2 separate regions of the Mus musculus genome follow, and region 1 is linked to region 2. The links are chromatin contacts, called in public HiChIP or PLAC-seq maps. All regions are on one chromosome and are shown on one strand. The core of a region is the stretch at or near the end of the contact, and the rest is flanking DNA. Distances in the headings are between cores, read along the strand shown. Region 1 holds the start of Tmsb10 (thymosin, beta 10). Region 2 overlaps Kcmf1 (potassium channel modulatory factor 1).

Region 1 (3,326 bases), core at 220-2,719, 110 kb before region 2:
AGAGCATGTGACTACATTCTAGGCCAAGGAAATGAAGACAGAAGTGATGGAAGCGACTTCTGAATCTGAGGCTAAATTCTAGTGTGACTTTTCATCCTCCTTTCTTTCCTGGTCCACTGCCTGGATATAGAAGATGGAGGGGTCCAGAATAACAAGAGAAAGGGGGCCTGAATACCAGTCACTATGCAATAAAAAGCACAAAGCCAGGCATGATAACACAGGCTTTTAGGCCTAACATTCAAGAAACAGGCCAATCTCTATGAGTTCAAATCCAGGCTGATCTACATACTGAGATCCATAAACATATGGCTACATAAACAGGTGACGCCCTTTCTAAAGAAAATAATTTTTTAAAAAGGAGACTAGTACAGAAATCACAGGATTGTGTTACATAAGAAACAACTTTCTTTAAAAGATTTATTTTTATTTTATGTGCATGAGTGTTTTATGCACACCAAACTCATACCTGGTGCCCAAGCAGGCCAGAAGAGGATGCCAAGTCTCCTAAAACTAGAGCTACAGATGCTTGTAAGCCACCGTGTGGGTGAGCCCCACGTGGATGAGACAACTCTCTACAACCCCCACCCCCACTAAACTGTTATTACTTCAAGCAAAGATATTTTGCTCTTTGTCTGTCTATCTGAACCATGAAGTTTGCCGTTCAGGAAATGTTTCTCCTCTTTTTCTTCTATCAGTAGAATATGCTCTATATTCAACACAGGAAAAGGGATGGGAGTGGGGATGGATGGCGTTTCAGCCCTGGGTGATATAATAGAACTCACTGTCCATGGGGGTTGTAGGAGCTGAAGAGGTAACTTTTTCAGGAGTGCAGTATCCCACTCCTGGAATGGGTTAACAAGAAAAAGCAAGGTTTGCAGGCACAGGAGCTTTTTCCCCTCTTTTTCCTTCTAAAAACCACATTGAAGGTTAACTGAAGGAGAAAAACCGCACCCTCCAGTACAGTGTTTCTAAAAGGCCACTGAGAAAAGGAACAGCGGAGCCCTCCCGGGAGTCCTAGCTCCCACCTCCGCCCTTAGACAATGCCTGAAAACAGCTTGTTTTAAGAAGCACCAACCACAAGAAAATAGAAAGAAGGAGACTCTGGAGAGCAAACGCAAGAGACTTGAGGCGACGCGGGTGGGGTGTCTCCCGCGAGCAGGGCTGCAGCAGAGCGCGCGTGCTCGCCCGCACACCCACAACCCTACACCACACATACATTCAACAAAACCCCAAGTCCTTCCCCGCTGCCCCCCCCCCCACGCCCTTCCCGCGGGGTGAGCAGCAGGCTCCTGGGTACTAGGAAAAGGAGATATATCAAGAAAAGAGACCACCGGGAGCTGGTGCCTGCCACCCTCCACGCGGGATCGCAACGGGTTAGGAACGCGGGCCGAGAAGGGCGGAGCCCCAGGCAGCCTGGAGATGCTGAGCGCCCCCCAGCCCCCGCGCGCGCTGGCCACGCCCTCCGCGCGGGCTGGCCACGCCCTCGTTGCGGCGGGCGAGAGGCGGGGCGGGGCGCGGTGTATATAAGACGAGGGGCGGGCGCCGCTCTTTTGTCTCTTGCTGCAGCAACGAGAGTGGGAGCACCTGGAGCGCGAGCTCGGAAGGAGAATCCACGGTAAGGCACAGCGCCGGCCTTGGGGCCTACCCTGGGTGGGGTCGGGCCAGTTTATGGCTGGCGGGCGCGTTCCCCTTCGGTTGCAACAGGCGACCCGGCGGTTTGGAATCTTCTGGGGCTAGCAGGCCACGCCCTGGGGCTTCGGAGGGAGGGTGTGGTGGACGAGTCTAGGATCCTCGGCCTCCGGGCTGCGGGAACGCCCAGGACTGGGAATGCCACGTTGAGAGGCGTTCGCGGAAGGCGCGGGATCCAGGACGCGCTGGTCACCCCCAAGCCCCTGGCCACCCATTATCACCTTGTTTCGCCCATCAGAGTTGTAAGAAAATGGCAGACAAGCCGGACATGGGGGAAATCGCCAGCTTCGATAAGGCCAAGCTGAAGAAAACCGAGACGCAGGAGAAGAACACCCTGCCGACCAAAGAGAGTAAGTGTGCCCCGGGTTCCCACCCCAGCGCTCCTCCCTTCCCTGCTGTGCCAGCCCGGCACCCCCACCCCCATCCGGCCACTATCTTCCCACCCCGAATCTAAGGCCACAGCCACCCTTCCAGTCACACAAAGCACTTTGTCTCTTCCAAACCCCTTCTCTGTCCGCAGGCCTCGTGGGTGCCTCACCCACACCAGGTTTGTGGGTTGGGTATGGGGGGCTGTAAGGTAGCTCCAATGACCACATCCCTCCCTTCGCAGCCATTGAACAGGAAAAGAGGAGTGAAATCTCCTAAAAGCCTAGGAAGATTTCCCCACCCCACCCCACCCCGCCCCATCATCTCCAAGACCCCCTCGTGATGTGGAGGAAGAGCCACCTGCAAGATGGACGCGAGCCACAAGCTGCACTGTGAAACCCGGGCACTCCGAGCCGATGCCACCGGCCCGCGGGTCTCTGAAGGGGACCCCTCCACTAATCGGACTGCCAAATTTCACCGGTTTGCCCTGGGATATTATAGAAAATTATTTGTATGATTGATGAAAATAAAAACACCTCGTGGCATGGTTGGCGTGGTCTGAATTTTTTAGTTGAGTATGCGTGGGCAGAGCGGTCTGGGAGTGAGTTGTGCCGCAGGGAGAGAGGAGGGGACGTGGTAGAATGGGTGAGGAGGATGTATCGTTTTTATTTTTGTTTTACGTGCTTCTCGACATGCGGTTTCCTGGGTTCTCAGTTGCTTCGCCCTTAATGCGATCCATGTCAATTTTAACCCCATTTTGAAAAATGCTGTCCAAAAGATTAAGCTTTGCTTTTGATCGGCTCTTCAAATCCTACCTTTTCTTCTGCCCTCTTAACCTTTCACGCACACCAGAAGCAGTGATTTGTTAAAGTCTGAGAGGAAAGGATGCAAAGAATCATTCAGGAATGTGGGAAATTGGGCGAGGTCGGGGTCCATCCCTCAGACACAAACACACGAGGTTTTCTATTGGGTGTTAACAGAATGAGGTGAAATAAAAACAAAGGCCAGATAAAACCGCATTATATCACAACTTGCGGAACATCTTCAGAACTGCAGCCACGGAGATCAGCCTAGTTTTTTGTCTCTGAACCTTATGCGAATGCGTTAGCCATTATAGAGGGAGCATAGGCTGAGCTGCCTCCCAGACAGATCCTCTGAGGGTGGAAGAGAGCAGCGGGTGCGTGCGTTGTGGCGGCAGAACTGAAGGAGGTCACACCCTTTCATGACCCACAGGGAAGGGGTGGGACCAGCACAGTGGGGCTAATGGAGGA
Region 2 (3,288 bases), core at 52-2,551:
GCACGTGCCATCAAACCCAGCAACTTTCCTTAGCATCGGCTCCTAAGGAATCAAACTTGGATCCTTGTGACTGGAAGGCAGCATGGTTTCTCTGAGGCAGAGTGGAGAGTGCGAGTGTCTAGCAATACGGAAGCCACGGCTTGGGCTGGGAAGACTTGGGGCAAACCCAGGCCTGAGAATGGATTCAAGTGGATATAGTAGGATGTTGGGCTTCGTGTGAGCTCTCTATGTACCTGAATATACACACCATTTCCAGTCAGACAGTATTTAGGGAAGGGCTTCTATATAGAAGAACTGGTCTCCAAAACACAAAAGCTTGTAGTCTAACTAGGCAGAAGCACCTAGAAAGTTGAGTAAGCAGTCATCCCAGAGCACAGGAGCGACACCAGGTGGCCTGCGTTTCTAGGGAAGAGCTCACAGTTCGTAAATTCAAGAGCAGAGACCACTGCTTTTCTCTTCAAGGGAGGAGAAATCCTGACCGTTGTAAACTGGACTTGAGAGTGTGCTTGCTGGCTTCTGTCACTTCCCTTGGCACATTCCACCCTGACCTTTCCAACTCTGTCTTCAGCCCGTCCTTGTTTTTTTTCTTGTGAGCATCCTTAGGTTTTCTTAGTTATTTTTCAGGCTTGAGGCATAAGTAATCAGGACAGCCAGTTGGGCATTAGAGACTCGTTACCAAATCACAGTCATACTCTCAGGGCCTTCTGCTCTCAGAAAAAATGGAAAGTGTGTTTACTTGGGAGCCAGGAGTCAGATTGGTCAGCCTTCTGCTCTGTGTTTCAGCATTGATCTGATGCCATCTTGCCAGTTTCCTCCTCGAGTGCTGCTGTAAGCCAGCTCCCATAGACTCTAATGGCCGGAGTCTTCCACTTGTCACATGACTAGTGAGGTGTTGACATGCTCACACACCTCAGCTTTCAGCTCCAGTCCTTGTCTGTGTCTTAGGATTTGGAAACTTTTCCTATGTCACGGAAGGAATAATTTTTTACTCTTTTCTGTCTTCCACCTCCCATTCACTAATTGTGGTAAAAAGTTTTTCAAAATGGCCTTTCCAGCAATTGGCTAGAGATTTTCGGCGGCTGATCCTGCCCACCTCTGTAAGTTCTAACCCCAAAGCCTAACCCCTCTTCCGTTTCTCCTCCATTTTGGCTCTTCTTTGTATACTGGCCAAAATCCTGAGCACCCTTGCCTGGCACTCTCATTCCCACTCATCTCTGAATCTCCCCCACGCTCCGCTCAGCTGCTCACCCCTGTGGCTGAACACATCCCCTCTTGGACCCTGTCTTCTCCACTGCCCCCTCCTGGCAGCTGCCAAGATTACCTGCCCTGTGGTTTTCGCTCAAGCTTTGGGGAAAGAAGGGAGTTCCTTTCCAACCATCATCTCCTCTACCCGTGTGCACATTGTTTTATTCTTACATGTTGTTTCTGTCTCTGGCCATTAGGCAAACAAGGAAGTTACTAACTCCTTGATCTTGATCTGCTTACAGACTCTCACACTACCCACCCCCCTGGGAAATACGGTTCCTCCTCTTCCTCTTTCCTCTTCCTCTTCCTCTCCCTATGCTTTCTTCCTCCTCCTCCTCCTCCTCCTCCTCCCATCTTCAAGTTGTTTCAGAAATGATCAGTGCTCATTTGTGCATTAATTATCTCATTCATCTTATTGTATACACATTCTATAGCTATTTCATAGCTACCTGCCTTACTTTCCATGGCTGTGAAGGGACACCATGGCCTTGCCATCTCCCATAAAGGAAAACAGTTCATTGAGGCTGGCTTTATAGTTTCAAAGATACAGTCCATTATCATCATGGCAGGAAGCATGGCAGCATGCAGCTAGACATGGTGCTGGAGAAGGAACTAAGAGTTCTACATCTTAATCTGCAGGCAGCAGAAGGGGGCTATGTCTCAACTTTGAGCATAGTTTGAGCATATATAACCTCAAAGCACAGTAGCATACTTCCTCCAGCAATGCCATACCTACCTCAACAAGGCTACACCTCTTAACGGTGCCACTTCCTATGGGCCAAGCACATGAGTGTGAGGACCAAACCTGTTCAAACCACCATGATACCCTTTTCATTCTTTCTCTCCTCCCCCTCTCTCCCTCCCTTTCCCTCTTCCCCCTCCCTCACTCTTTCATTCTTTTCTTCCTCCCTCCCTCCCTCCCTCCCTCCCTCCCTCCCTCCCTCCCTCCCTCCCTCCCCCCTTCCCTTCCTTCCTTCCTTCCTTCCTGGGACAAGATTACTCTCTGGCCTGGAACTTGCCAGATAGACTAGACAAGCTATGCAGAGAACCCCAGGTATCCTCCAGTCTGTTTCTCCAGAGCACAGCTGTACTGTAGCCAAGCATTTGCTGTTCTATTTGGGGATTGACCCTTAACTACCTTTGGAGAAGTATGCCTTACCTTATGTCTGATATCAGCATTCAAGGCTGAATTTTAGGTAAAAATGTTTATTTTTTAAAGTTTTGCCCAGAACTGTTTGGCTAGACCACGCAAATGTGGCTCAGCCCTACCGATAGACAACTCTGCTGGAAATCAAATTTGAACTATTTAGAACTGCTGTGTGTGACCCTGAGAGATGGCCCTGCAGTTGAGTGACAAAAGTGCTTGCTCAGACCTGCAGTGTCTTTGCTGGGTTGGAACTGGGCCTCAGCAACTCTGTACTGACTCTGTGCTTTCTCTTCATTGCAGATTTGTCCCATATGTGCAGCGTTACCTGGAGGAGATCCTAATCATGTCACAGATGACTTTGCAGCTCATCTGACACTTGAACACAGAGCCCCTAGAGATTTAATATCCTTTCAGGAGGGTTTGCTGGTGGTATTGGTGCTTTGATTGTTGTTGAGAATAGTGCTTTCAGAGAGAAAAAAACTAATCTCTAAGTTGTTTTTGTGTGTTTGACCTTTTCATACAGTGCCGTGCTTTAGGGTATAAGCTGCTTTTCTCAGTCTCTCTTCCATTTGGATTCTGTTCATGTGAAAGTGTAAGTCAAGTCACAGTTACTCACCCTTCCTGCTAGATTTTACCCATGTTCCATAATCTAACCTAGACCTGTTGGGGAACAAAGAGGTGATGGTTTTGTTTTTCAGTCTGTAACACCATCTTTCTTTCACTCACGGTCCCTGCATCTCTAACTGGAGGCAGTTAGATTGAGGAAAGGTAGAAATTACTGGAAATGTGAAGAAAATGGAACAAGCCTGAGAAATTAGAGCCTGAGGAACTGACTGACCTCGGACTGACAGGTCACCCACCTCTGGGCTGGGACTGTGTGTCCCCACACCCAGCTG

Evidence for each region. HiChIP or PLAC-seq counts read pairs in DNA pulled down with a chosen protein or histone mark.
Region 1: an H3K27ac HiChIP or PLAC-seq map of extraembryonic endoderm stem cells shows a contact between it and region 2. The contact joins the promoter of Tmsb10 here to the enhancer-like site in region 2. A contact is called at or near these places in 4 of 39 promoter capture datasets (3T3-L1-derived adipocytes, the C10 cell line, embryonic stem cells and 1 more), 3 of 484 Hi-C or Micro-C datasets (all in embryonic stem cells), 4 of 115 datasets of contacts at active chromatin or transcription factors (bone marrow-derived macrophages, embryonic stem cells and extraembryonic endoderm stem cells) and 3 of 9 other capture datasets (adipose tissue, liver and pancreatic islet).

The regions. Positions count from the first base shown.
Region 1 is chr6:72,956,626-72,959,951 of GRCm38.p6, reverse strand. Tmsb10 (thymosin, beta 10) reads left to right here and starts at 1,469. Exons shown (of 3, transcript NM_025284.4): 1 at 1,469-1,615; 2 at 1,928-2,039; 3 at 2,300-2,605. The coding sequence starts at 1,940. The coding sequence ends at 2,334.
Region 2 is chr6:72,849,889-72,853,176 of GRCm38.p6, reverse strand. Kcmf1 (potassium channel modulatory factor 1) reads left to right here. Exons shown (of 7, transcript NM_019715.2): 4 at 2,693-2,794. Among named protein-coding and RNA genes, the nearest start is that of Kcmf1, 48 kb to the left of the region's middle. Within about 2 kb of position 1,301, at least 18 of the 459 cell types and tissues checked have an H3K27ac peak or open chromatin away from gene starts, as enhancers often do. A contact at or near this core is called in extraembryonic endoderm stem cells, where this site is marked.